Linked DNA regions of Sus scrofa: region 1 is linked to region 2. The links are chromatin contacts, called in public HiChIP or PLAC-seq maps. All regions are on one chromosome and are shown on one strand. Each heading gives the region's core, a stretch centred on a gene start, on an enhancer-like site or on the middle of the called end of the contact. The rest is flanking DNA. Distances are from core to core; before and after follow the strand shown.

Region 1 (6,929 bases), core at 4,315-6,814, 100 kb before region 2:
ATTTCTGTCTGAACAGATGGAGTGGGGTCGGATGGGCTGAAAAAAAAAAAGGTGCTTAAGTTTGGTCTTGAAATACTAATGTGTATTCAGCAAGGAAAAGGGAAGGAACTGGAAAGGAAGGGAAAGGCAGGTCACGGGAAGCCCAGAAACAGACTGCTTACTTCCTGTAGGTTGAGTTATAGGGGAGGATATGCAAGAGGAGTACAAGGAAAAACTGGGGAACACCTGAAACCATAAGACATCTCCTGAGATAGAATATTTCTAAAATCGAGTTATAAATTAATATATTTTATATTTCCCCAAATTACACTAAATATTATATTTTTATGTAATTTAATCTTCATAATACTTTTGTTTGGTATATCAGTTGCAAATACCTTTTCCCATTCAGTAGTGGGGCTTTTCATTTTGTAGATAGTTTTCTTTGCTGTGCAAAAGCTTTTTAGTTTGATATAGTCCCATTTTTTTTGCTTTTTGTTTCCCTTGCCTGGGGAGACATATCCAAAAGATACTGCTAGGACTGATGTTAAAGAGCATAACGCATCTGTTTTCTTCTAGAAGTTTTATGGTTTCTGGTCTTACATTTAAGTCTTTAATTCATTTGGAATTTATTTTTGTACATCATGTGAGAGAGTAGTCCAGTTTAATTCTTTTGCATGTATCTGTCCAGTTTGAACACCATTTTTTAAAGAGGCTGTTTTTCCCCCATTATATATTCTTGCCTCTTGTCATAGAGTAATTGACTGTATAACTGTGAATTCAGATCTGAGCTGCAGCTATGGCCTATGCCACAGCTGCGGCAATGCCGTATCCTTAACCTACTGCACTGGAATTGAACCTGTGCCACCAGAGAGACAATGCTGGATCCCTAGCAGCGGGAACTCCTGGGCTGTCTATTTTGTTCCATTGACCTATGTGTCTGTTTTTGTGCCACTACCATACTGTTTTGATGACTGTAGCTTTTTGGGGAGGAGTGGGCTACCCTATAGCATGTGGAGTTCCCAGGCCAGGTATCAGATCGAAACCACAATTGTGACTTATGCCACAGTTGTGGCTAACCCATTGTGCTGGGTGGGGATCAAACCTGCATCCTGGCACTGGAGAGATGCTGCTGATCCCATCCCATTGTGCCATAGCAAGAACTCCTGACTGTCACTTTTTGTGATGTAGTTTGAAACCAAGGAGCATGATAACTCCAGCTTTGTTTACCTTTTTTAAGATTGTTTTGGCTATTTGGTCTTTTGTGTTTCCATACACATTTTAGAGGTATTTTTTTTCTAGTTGTATGAATTTTAACAGTATGAATTCTTCCAATCCATGTGTGTGGTATGTCTTTCCATTTCTTTGCATTGTCTTCAATTCCTTTAATCAGTGTCTTATAGTTTTCCAGGTATAGATCTCTCACCTGTTAGATTTGTTCCTAGGTATTATATTCGTTTTCATTTGATTGTAAATGGGATTGTTCTCTTAATTTATCCTTTTTTTATTTTTTATTTTTATTTTTTGTCTTTTAGGGCCATACTGACGGCATATGGAAGTTCCCAGGCTAGGGGTTAAATCAGAGCTGCAGCCGCTGGCTTACGCCACAGCCACAGCAATGCAGGATCTGAGCCACATCTGTAACCTACACCACAGCTCACAGCAGTGCTGGATCCTTAACACACTGTGTGAGGTCAGGGGTTGAACCTGAGTCCTCATGGATTCCAGTTGGGGTCCTTACTACTGAGCAACAATGGGAGTGCCTTAATTTCTCTTTCTGATAGTTTGTTGTTAGTGTATAGAAATGTGTCAGATTTCTGTATATTAATCTTGTATCCTGTAACTACCAATTTTATTGAGAAGTCCTAATATTTCTCTGGCGGTGTCTTTGGGATTCTATGTATAGCATCGTGTCATTTTTTACTTTTTCATTTCCAATTTGGATTCCTTTTCTTTTTCTTGACTGATTGCTGTGGCTAGGACTTCCAATACTATGTTGAATAAAAGTGAATAAAAGTGGCAAGAGTGGGTATCCTTATCTTGTTCCTGTCTTAGAGGAAACACTTTCTGCTTTTCATGTTTGAATATGATGTTAGCTGTGGATTTGTCACATATGGCTTTTATTATTTTGGCGTATGTTCCCTCTATTCTCACTTTGTTGAGAGATTTTTAAATCATAAGTGGATGTAAGACGCTGGAGGAAAAACAGATTCATTATATATTGAGCAATAGAAGGATCTTTGGTAGCAAATTTCTCTTTTGAAACAATGCAAGCAAGAAAACAAAGGAGCAACATCTTTAAAGTACTCAAAGATAAAAATTATTAACTTAGAATTCTATACTCACTGAAACCATGTTTTGAAAAGAAAGGTGAAATAAGGACATTTAAAACACTTTCAAAACATTGAAAAGCCAAAAGAATTCATCATCAAATGGATGGGCTTTCAGGTTCCCTATTTGATTGGGCAGATATGATTTTAACCATAAATAGGCAGACCTTAACTGGGCCGATCAGATATCTTTCTAGGAATGGGGATCTTAGACCAAGAAAATTATATTAATATGTGAAATTGGGTCCTATGTGTGGTAAGTCAAGGGGCTGAATAACAGAAGTTTGTGAGCAGAGAAAGAATAGTCCATGAAATGAGCTACAAAGGTGAGGCCAGAAACCTCCCTTGGTTTCTGGAGGTCTTCCAAATCCCTGTTCTAGTCTTTCCTGAGACTGAGTTGCAGTCCACATTTTGGTTCTGGGAAAAACTTCTGATGAAACAGATCTTTAGAGTATACTTAGCTCTTTTCAAGCTAGACCTACATGTTCTTGGATACTTGTCACGTGGACACACAAAAATCAGTTCCAAATTTTCTTTCTTGGAGTTGGTGGCTCAGCAGGTTAAGAATCTAGCATTGTCACTGCTGTGGCTCAGGTCACTGCTGTGGTGTGAATTCGATCCCTGGCCTGGGAACTTTTGTGTGCCACGGGTGTGGACAAAAAAATTTTTTTTTTCATTCTTGTTTATTTTAGTATAAACTTGCTGAGGTTGTCACATCTAGACATAACAGAAATGATGGTCAATCATAAGCATTTAGTCTGTCTAGGCCCATCATCTTTGGGACACTCCACATGTTTTCTCAGGGAATTTGAAGGCCTTGGGTTTCTATTGAGTCATGGAGGGAAAGGATACTATAGCTTTTTTTGGTTTTGTTTTGCTTTTTAGCACAGCACATGCCGCATATGGAAGTTTCCAGGTTAGGGGTCGAATTGGAACTGCAGCTGCAGGTCTACACCACAGGCACAGCAACTCAGGATTTGAGCCACATCTGCAACCTATACCACAGCTCATGGCAACACCAGATCCTTTAACCCACTGAGCAAGACCAGGGACCAAACACGCGTCCTCTTGGATCCTAGTTGGGTTCATTACTGCTGAGCCACAACAAGAACTCCCAAGATGCTATAGCTTTTAAAGTTCGTTCTTTTGCTCACTATTTAGAGTGCTCAGGCAGCCAGAAATTGTTGAAGAAATGAGGAAAACAGTGGCAAGTGCCTCTCAATGTTGGTCTGAGAGTACAGGAAAAATTGGGTGTTTTTTTTTTCCCCTTGCCGTGGCATGTGGAAATTCCCAGGCCAGGGATTGAACCCTTGGCACAGCAAGCTGCTGCAGTGACATTGCCTGATGCTTAACCCATTGCACCACAAAAGAACTCCTAGAGGGTTTTATGCGTATGCACTATTTGCTTTGCTAGCATTCTTTACAAGATGCCCCTGTTTTGATTGTTACTAGATAGCACCTTGGATTTTGCCCTTTCATTAATTACTAGTCTTTTATAAGCCTTTTAAATTCTTTTTTAAATGACTTTGTTTTCAAAACAGTGTCAGAGAGTTCCTCTTGTGGCACAGTGGAAACAAATCTGACTAGTAACCATGAGGTTGTGGGTTTGATCCCTGGCCTCGCTCAGTGGGTTAAGGATCTGGCGTTGCGGTGAGCTGTGTTATAAGTCACAGACCTGGCTTGGATCCTGTGTTGTTGTGACCATGACTGTAGGCCATGGGCCAGTAGCTATAGCTCCGATTCAATCCTTAGCCTGGGAGTACAGCCCTAAAAAGCAAAATAAATAAATAAATAAATAAATAAATAAAAACAGTATCAATATGATAGATTCCAGCCTCTTAATCCATACCAAATGATTGTTTTAAACAAGTTTTGATTCCTATTTGTCTATATCTCTAACCTAGTAGTTTTTTAAAAAGCTTTTATTTAATTGACAAGATCATAAGCATGTTTTTGACCAATATTTTGCTGGTAAATATCTTAAATTGACTAGACTTCAATTTAGAATCTCAGAAAATTCTTCTAGTGGTAACTTTATTTTTAATTCCTCAATTTTCTTGTTTCTAACAATGTATCTTGTGATTCTTTGTATTTTTTCTTCCTTTCTGGGTGAAGTAACAGAGAGTATTAAAGTCCTTTATGAAGGTTCTGGTGATCTAAATACTCTTTGGGGATGCTTTGACCTACTTAAAATGGCTCTTTGTGCTGAGAGCATATTTATCCCCAGGGTAACTCTGCTGCAGAATTGCCCTGTGTGAATGCATTGAAACTTCCCACTTGCAAAGTCTTTTATTACACAAGCACAATGAAGCAGCATGCTTCCAAAAAGAAGTGAGGAAGACTGCATTGTATTTGACTTCCTTGAATTAAGTTTTATTCGTCTCAGTTCTGCAGACTTTTTTAACAATAATATTTTGAACAAGAATTTCACTGTAGTAGTTGCTTGCACGTGTTCATTCTCATTATGTTTGTTGTGTTGAGAAACACCTTTATGCATTTTGTTTAGGACATTATACAGCTAGAGAAAATTAAACTTTATACTTAAAGGTTTTTTTTTTTTTTTTTTTTTTTGTCCTTTTGCCTTTTCTAGGGCCACTTCCCGCGGCATATGGAGGTTCCCGGGCTAAGGGTCTAATCAGAGCTGCAGCCGCCAGCCTACGCCAGAGCCACAGCAATACAGGATCCTAATCGTGTCTGCAACCCACACCACAGCTCACGGCCACGCCAGATCCTTAACCCACTGAGCAAGGCCAGGGATCGAACCTGCAACTTCATGGTTCCTAGTCAGATTCGTTAACCACTGTGCCACGACGGGAACTCCAGAGCTTTTTCTTCTATGTATATGGCTCTCTGCCTAAAATTTACTTTTAAGAGTATAGCAGTGTAGTCCTTTTAGACATTTAAGCTATCAAGAGTTGTGTTTAACTTACTACATACATTTTTAAATGTTTGTACTTATTAATATTTGATTTTTGTGATTGACAGTAGAATATCTTTGTCATTTGCTCTCTTTAGGATTTGCAGTAGATTTCTTTTGTGGTAGATTTTTCCCCTAGCTATTTCAGTTTTTTTAAGTGCAAGTAGATAACTACCTAGAAACTAGAAAGGGTCACTTAAAATAATAAAATTAAGTGGGGCATGTTCCATTTGGTTATTATCAAGATTCAAATTCAAAGATATGTGATGTTTGTTAAGATACTATGATGAATGTAGAGGTGTTTTTATATATGTTGGCCTCTAGGAGGCAGCCTGATCTAGTGTAAAATTTCTGGATACTGAATAAGGAAACTTGGTGTTTTGTCATTTGAAGAACTTTCCTGTATGAAAATATTTGCCCAATGAGTCATAAAGTTACATGATGGGAATGAACGAAATAACAGCTGATGGAGTCTTAAGGTGATTTTTGTGATTATGTGATTTCTCTTTGTGAATACTTAAAAAAGGAGAAGGAATTACAATCATAGCCTAATGATTGAGAAAATAAGGGAAATAATTTTAATGGATGGGTACTTTTCCATTTGCAGATCATAGTTCTCTTGTGTAAGTGTTCTGTGAGCGTTACTGTCATTAACAGTCAGTTCAAGGCTCTCTTATTTCTAGCTGGTGTTTTTGTTAAAGTTCTATGTAAGTGTTGGTTTAAATATAATTTGAATAATTATATTTAAATTAGCAAATGTTATAGCTCTCCTACAGTGATTATTAAAAGCTAACATTGGTTGAAATTTGGGAGGTACGTTATACCAATTGTTCATTGTAATTGGATACTTTTACATGTGATCAAATCAGTGACATGTGACTTGCTGGCTTTGGGAGAACAGGGATTGTGAATGTGTTGTATGAGGACAATGTATGAGCTGTAATCCTTTAGTCTATCTGTTTTCCTTCCTTTTCCTGTTTTCATGGCACCTGAATAATTGCTATTTAATGACTTGGCTGAGAGTATTACAGTAAAAGGATAATGCCCCTTGGTTCGGTTGGAGTTTACACTTTTAGGAAAATTTGTCCTCCTCAAAACTCAAAGGTAGGTTCAGAAGGCAAAGGAACTGGTGGGAGGATTTATTTACAACCTTATTTGTGAAACTGATACTGTTACTGTCATTAATGTAATTTTGGATCTGTTTCAACCAGAGCCTTATAAAGTTTAGTCATGCTCTTTTTTCTTTGAATGTGCTTAATCCAGAGTAGTCAAAAATTATACTGAGAGAATTGATAAATATTCAGAAAAATTAGAGTGCCATATATTCTAAAGAACATACTACTTCTTTTCCCACAAAGAATGGGGCCCTTTAAAATAAAAGTCTCTGTGAACAAATAATCTTGACATTTTCTTGTTTGAATGTTTTCTTGTTTAAATGGTCTGAGACTTCTGCCTTTGTGAGGACACAAAGGTCTTCAGCCAGCTAATGAGCTGGGCTGCTTCTGCTTAAAAAAAAAAAACAAATGAATAAATGTTCGTTGTTTCTACACTGACAGGGTGGTATTTGGGACAAAATGGAAATGGGAGAACATGAACTGGTGTAACCTGAATTCTGTGATGATCAGGCATGTACTTGATGAAGGAATTTAATTATTTGGAAAACTTTGGATTTTAAAAAGTTAACAGGGCTTCTCTTCTCTACT
Region 2 (6,836 bases), core at 1,959-4,458:
GAAGTTGTTTGAGTGTTAATAGCTTTTATTGTTTTGAATAATAATTAAAGCTTTTTATCTCAGTTCTCATTTTAGAATTTGGATTCTATAACAATGAAACTCTTTGTTTCTTAATCAAATGATGGTTTCTTAAAATGGCATACTTTTATTTAGTGATAATGAATTTCCTGATAGAAATTTTAATTTTCTCCCAAACGTGTCCCAATCTGTTGTTAATACCACCATGTCAACTAGAAGAAAGGAAAATTTAATATGCCTATAAAGAGGAAACACTGGCATATGATTTATTTAAAAGTCTTTGAAATTCAGTATTTAATTCGATCTAAGAATTGGTCTGTTCTCCTCCATCTCTGTTTCATGATGTATTTCAGTGTTTTAAAGCACTGCAGTGTTTTTGAAGATTCGGAATTGTGAATAAATATGACTGTTTATATCATCTTATCATTCTTCTTTTTGGGGATAGCTTTTATATGTTGATTTGGAGTCTGAGTAAGCTAGTAAGAGAGAAGGTTGCACAGTTTGGGGCAAGGGGAGTTGTTCATTTCTAATCGAGCCATTCTTGTAGAGTCTTTAGGTCAGCTGTCATGTACATGCTTTCTTGCTTTGTTCTTTATAGCCACTCAATGTCTGGCAACTCAATGGATGCTGGAAAGGAACGCTTTTAACAGATTAATGCTGGGGCCCTCTGGTCCTTTACTTCATCTTCATCACAGCAGCTGCATTCTGCCCTTTCCCTGGCCCTGCAAGCAAGCGGGGGAGGGATGGGGAGAGAGAGAGTGGGGGGGTGGGGAGAGAGAGAGAGAGTGTGTGTGTGTGTGTGTGTGTGTGTAGTAGCAGTAGTGGTGGTAGTCAGCAATCTCTGTCAGCATGTATTATAAAGTTTCTCAAGCACATGGAATGAGATCTTTCTCAGGAACTCTTTGTCAAGGCGAGCACATGTGGGAAAAGGATGCTTAGTCTTATAACTGTGACTGTGTTTGTTTTGTGGGATCAGAAGAAATTAAGTCATCAGACATAGTTTTGCTCTGCTTCTGTATTAACCTATCCTTTCTTTCCTCCCAGGCAGCAGTATCTGTCCAAAGATTACTATAGTTCCACCTTGTTTGAAAAGCAGCACAACCACGTTGATTGATGAGAATGTATGTGTTGAAGAGGCTCAGGGAATAAATGGGAAAACGCCAGCAAAACACCCAGCTCCAAGTCCAAAGCCACAAGGTATGCTGATTTTTTTTTTTTTTTAAATCAGGTCAGGTGCTTTGGTCATTGATGAAGCCTATGCAGAATAATGATCAACTAAGAGTTTTAAGCTATAAATGGGAGGAATTGGGTATATTTATTTTTTCAGGAAGAAAAAATCTGTGAACTCGGGCAGTGTTTCTGCTCCTAAAACACCGTATGCAATTCTCTATTATGGTTCTTTTCATGTTGCAGAAAGTGTTTATGTGTCCCTGTAATGGAAATATGACTATGCATGACATAGCACAGAGCCTAACTTGCTTTTGCATAATAAATACGTACAAATGAATGTGTTGAGAAGTTCCATCAGAAAGCTGTCAGACTTGCTAGATGTCAGAGAGTCTGAAACAGCCCATTTTAAAACAGTGGTTAACAAACTTAGGAAGAATATGATTTTACAATATTAAGGAACTAGGTCTTTTCAGGCTTCTTAGTAAAGTTGTTATTCCAGGAGCTGAGCATCCAATAAGGGGAAAAATTGTAATGGTGGAAATCTTTGAATGTTTTGTTCAGTGACCATTTCCTTTTATAAATAAATTTCTAGTGAACTCTGGATTAACTTTGAGGAGCACGAAATTATAATTTCGATGATTGAGAGTAAGGCCTTTTGAAGTATAACATAAAACTAAGCTACACTATGGGTTAATGTGTAGTTTCTTTCTACTATATTTTCGTTTATATCAAATACTGAACATTCAGCCAAGAAACAGTACTAGGGATTTTTAGAATCACTGTACTTTGGAAAAATCAATTTCTATTTGTATTATTTTCTACTTACTTTGGTCTCTTTCCATTTCTTATGTTTTAAGGATTTCTGAAAGAGATCTTTAAAAAGGGATTAAAATGAAGTCTTCCTGACTATGGGATATTTTTCCTTTTGTTCTTACTTCTAGCTCTATTGGTGGTAATATGGGATAAGGCAGTCAAGCAAGTTGAAATAATTGGAGATTCAAATGAACAGCCCATTCCTGAGTTTATAACCTTATCTTCTGACCATACTCCTCCCTATAACTTTGATGTGAATATGAAAATAGAAATTTTTCTGATCATGATAAAGCCATTTTACTTGCACAATACAAAATTCCATCCTATTCATTAGACCTAAGCTGACTTCAAATAAGGTAGAAATATAAGAAATAAATATGTGAATTTAATGTAATTGCCCAGAACATAAGCATGAATTTCATTATTTATAAAGGCTGTTTTGGAAAGATGCATTACATTACATTCATTGCTTTTATAGTTCATTGAGATAAATTAGAGCAGTTTTCGTCCTGAGCTGCCATGTACCAAAGTAATCCTATTCTTTAGGGAGAAAGCATTGACCTTGCTTTTGATTGTGTAATTATATTAATGTCAGTGTATTGCTATTTAAATATATATAATTACTTCCCATCTTGAGTTTGAATTAGTGTATGCAGTTTTACATAACCAGTGAGAATATTTCCAGATATTAAATAGACCACATAGAGTACTTCGCACTTCTTTTTCAAATTACTCTCACTCATTGTTTGGCCCTTCCCTGGCCCCCCTAGCTAAAACTTTAACCCCACCCTTATCCTTGAAATCTTATATTTCCTCATGAGCTTTGTTTTCTTTGTTTTTGCTTATTCATTACAGTTTGGTCTGCTATAGATTTAACTCATTCATGTTGTTTTTCTCCTGCCTTTTACACTGCTGCATGCCCTATGTCTACCACACAGCACAGCAAACCTTCAGTAATGCTTGTTGAATGAATTCGTGCCCTATCAACACATTTCCTCTACTTTCCTTTGGTTATTCTTTGTTTAAAGCTTACAATGTGTGCCGTATAGAGACCAGTGTCCTGAAATGAGGCTACATCTTGGTGTTGTCATGTGAGCTGCCTCATAGAACACTACTCATTGACTTACTGACTGATAGTGTTCTCCACCCTCTAGCAGAGAGAAGCCGCTTTTAATTTCTCCAAACCCTCAAGAACATTGGGTGACTGCAGCTGAGAAAGGAAGGGCGTGCCAACGGGAACTTGCCGCTCAGAGTGAAGGATTATCATACTGACGCTCTTGTTCCCTCTTCCTTGCAAATCCCTTACAAGTTATGCATGATGAGGCTGCTCACACTTCAAGATCCATTCTGCAATTTTAGTTCAGTCCAAGACTCTTATTCTAGATGAGTAGTTCTCAACTGGAGATAATTTTGTAGGCCTGCTGCACCTGCCCCGCAGGCACTCACCCTCCCCGCCCCCGCCATCATCTAGAGACTTTGGCTCGCTACAACATTTGAGAGTTGCTACTGGCATCTAGTGGGTAGAAGCTAGGGATACTGCTTGTCATGTTACAATGTACAGGCCAGCCTCCCCCACGCCCAGTAAAGAATTATCTGACCTGAAATGTTAGTAGATAGAGAAATTCTAATCTGGGTCCTAAAAATAGCTCATAATTAAATCTTGCTTATTTCTTTCTCTTGTGAAGTGCTCATAATATTATAGCTACAGTTTATTTCGGTGATTTTTTAAAAAAGCATATTGAATACCTTTACCAGTGGTGATTATGTATGTAGTAATGTACCCAGAACAACATGAAGCCTATGTTTTTGTGTTTATTAATTACCAATAAGTAAGTAGGTCTCGAGGATGTAATGAACAGCATAGTGACCATAGTCAGTGATACTGTATTATATATTTAAAAGTTGCTAAGAGAGGTTTTAAAAGTTCTCATCACAAGAAAAAAAAGTGTGTGACTGTGTGTGCTGATGCGTTAACTAGACTTACCGTCATGATTATTTCACTATATATATGTATATATCGAATCATTATGTTGCATACCTGAAGCTGTCATAACTTTGTGTGTCAATTATATCTGAATTTTTAAAATTACCAACAAGTAAATATCTTTGAAGTCTTTTATTTTAAAAGGATAAAAGAGATCAATTTTATATTAGATAAGCTGCATTTGAATCTAAACCTGTAGCTGTGGAAATGGATTCCTTTTATAGTTAGGGGTTGTTTTGCCTCAGAAAATATTCTGAGGCCTTGGGAAACAATGGTTTATTCACTTCATACCAATCCTACTAGTCTAACAAACAAATTACTGAGCAACTCCAACATGTCTTTCTACTTGTTCACCACTTTTAATTCTGGCCTATTTCCTGCCATGTTAGATATAACTATTCTAAAGAACTTTCTTAGCAGTTAAAGACAGTTGTCCTTTTTCTCTTAGGAGCATTGATCCACAACATTCTCCATAATTAATTATTTTGAGAAAGCCCACATATTTTCACTTCTCAGTCATTAAACCTTAATATTTAAAAAGTTTCTAGGAGCTCCTGTTGTGGAGCTCAGTGGTAATGAGCCCAACTAGTATCTGTGTGGACACGGTTTGATCCCTGGCTTTGTTTAGTGGGTTAAGGATCTGGTGTTGCTGTGAGCTGTGGTACATGTAGGTTGCAGATGTGGCTCAGATCCCACGTTGCTGTGGCTGTGGCGTAGGCCAGCAGCTGTAGCCCCGATTTGACCCCTAGCCTGCGAACTTCCATATGCTGCAGGTGTGGCCCTAAAAAGCAAAAAAAAAAAAAAAAAAAAAATTAAAACAGTTTCATAAACTTTGAAGCCCACGTTATTGTTCAAATAAATGTATTCAATTTACTCAAATAATTCATTTCATCTGCTTCTAATGTAAAGCATTCTATGTGTAATGTTTCATTCCTAAAATATAATATGTTACAAACTTATAATGCATTAATATATATATAGTCAGAGGAAGTAAAATAAGACTAATCAAAACCTCCTGATAATCTTCACACTTAAGTTGGTATAAAGTCAAAAATGCTGCCTGTTGTTCTAGTTCTACAAGGATCAAGCCAATGGCCACTACAGTCACCAACCAACCATGCACCCCGAGGGGAATTCAGAATGGAGAAAAACAGGAAGTATTCTGTGCTTTGGATATACCATTCCCTAGATAGTGAAGATATCTGTCTAAGGAGTATTTTCGGTGACCCCAGATTCTTGAATCTTCCGTGTCGAAAAGCACTAAAATCACTAACATGAGATGGCTGTTCTTTGTAATAGCAGTTATCTTTTTATGCTTAACTGATTTTTTCCCAGTGAAAAAAGTTCTTGGCTCTTTGGAACACTTCTTCAGAGCTATCTGAGAAGTGTGTCTCCCTGGCTATAGTCCTCAGTAAGGTCCTTGAATAAAACTTAACTTACAACTTTTCTTTGTGCATTTTTTCTTTCAGTTGACAGTAGCAATTAGATTCTTTTTTTTTTTTTTTTTTTTTTTTTGCTTTCTAGTGCTGTACCTGTAACATATGGAGGTTCCCAACCTAGGGGTTGAATCAGAGCTATAGTTGCCAGCCACAGCCACATAGTATCTGAGCCATATCTCTGACCTACACCACAGCTCACAGTAACACCGGATCCTTAACCCACTGAGTGAGTCCAGGGATTGAACCTGCTACCTCATGGTTATTAGATTTGTTTCCACTGCGCCACAGCGGCAACTCCCTTTCTTTCTTTTTTTTTTATTTTTAAAAATATTTTATTTTTTTTTAAGATTCTTTTTCATTCTCAATAATTATTTCCTATACATGGACATTTTTGAATAATTAATTTTTTCTTCCATTTAATATCTGTAAAATTGGCTGTCATAGAGCCCATTTTACTTGCAGTCAACCAGAAATCTCAAACTTAGGGTGTCCTTGACTAGACTACCAATCTTCTCTCCAAAAATTACTTCACCTGTTGTGTCAGTTGAATGCAATTCCATCCATCTTATCAGTTGTTCAGACCACATGTCTGAATCCTTCTTGATTCTTCTCTTGTATCTCACTTTTACTCTAACAGGAAAACTACTTTTATAGTATACCTAGAATCTGTTTCTCACTACCTCTTTCTGAGCATCATTATATAATAACCTCTTAATTTTCTCCCTGTTTCTACCCTGCGCCCACCCTGCTTCCCTACATTCTCAACACAATAGCCAGCGTGGTACTGTTGGAATTTAAGCCATATCATGTCATTCCTCAGCTCAGAACTCTACACGAACTTCTCCCTTCACTCAAATCAAAATCTTTACAGTGCTCGCTCCACAGGTTCTGCATTATCTGGCCCTCACTCTGACCTCAATACCTGCTCCACCTGCTCCTTTGGCTCTAGTCATACTGGCCTCCACTGGTCTCTAGCTTTCACTCTACCTGATAGACTGTCCTTCCCTGGATAACTCCCGCAACTTCTTTAAGTCTTGTTCAAATCCGAACTTCTCAAAAAGGCGCACTTTGAACATTCTACTTAACACTGCAATATGCCCTCCCACTCCAGATCTCCTCTATCTTGTTCTTTTAACCCCTTCCCCTTTCTCTTTGCATTTACTGGCTTCTGATCCATGTTTTACTTATTATTTTTTTGTTTCTCCTCTTTCCCTTTGTTCATTATGTGGTCAAGCACATAGAACTTAATGGGTATTCAGTAAATACTTGTTGGATTCATGAAAAAGTCAAAAAAATTTAAAAACTCTGTGTAAATATGTAAGAAGTTCTCTAGGATATGTATTTTGGAAATAAATACAGGGAGAAAGAGAGAGATCTTAATGGTCCTATGAATTTATACTCCCTTTCAAAAT

What was found. HiChIP or PLAC-seq counts read pairs in DNA pulled down with a chosen protein or histone mark.
Region 1: an H3K27ac HiChIP or PLAC-seq map of alveolar macrophages shows a contact between it and region 2. The contact joins two enhancer-like sites. A contact is called at or near these places in 3 of 47 Hi-C or Micro-C datasets (blood, embryonic fibroblasts and epiblast stem cells) and 2 of 2 datasets of contacts at active chromatin or transcription factors (alveolar macrophages and skeletal muscle).

Annotation. Positions count from the first base shown.
Region 1 is chr5:41,842,361-41,849,289 of Sscrofa11.1, reverse strand. The region is part of intron 1 of FGD4 (FYVE, RhoGEF and PH domain-containing protein 4); the gene reads left to right. Among named protein-coding and RNA genes, the nearest start is that of FGD4, 33 kb to the left of the region's middle. Within about 2 kb of position 5,564, at least 7 of the 83 cell types and tissues checked have an H3K27ac peak or open chromatin away from gene starts, as enhancers often do. A contact at or near this core is called in alveolar macrophages, where this site is marked.
Region 2 is chr5:41,738,358-41,745,193 of Sscrofa11.1, reverse strand. It overlaps FGD4 (FYVE, RhoGEF and PH domain-containing protein 4), which reads left to right. Exons shown (of 17, transcript XM_021092066.1): 2 at 1,063-1,215. Among named protein-coding and RNA genes, the nearest start is that of DNM1L, 110 kb to the right of the region's middle. Within about 2 kb of position 3,208, at least 6 of the 83 cell types and tissues checked have an H3K27ac peak or open chromatin away from gene starts, as enhancers often do. A contact at or near this core is called in alveolar macrophages, where this site is marked.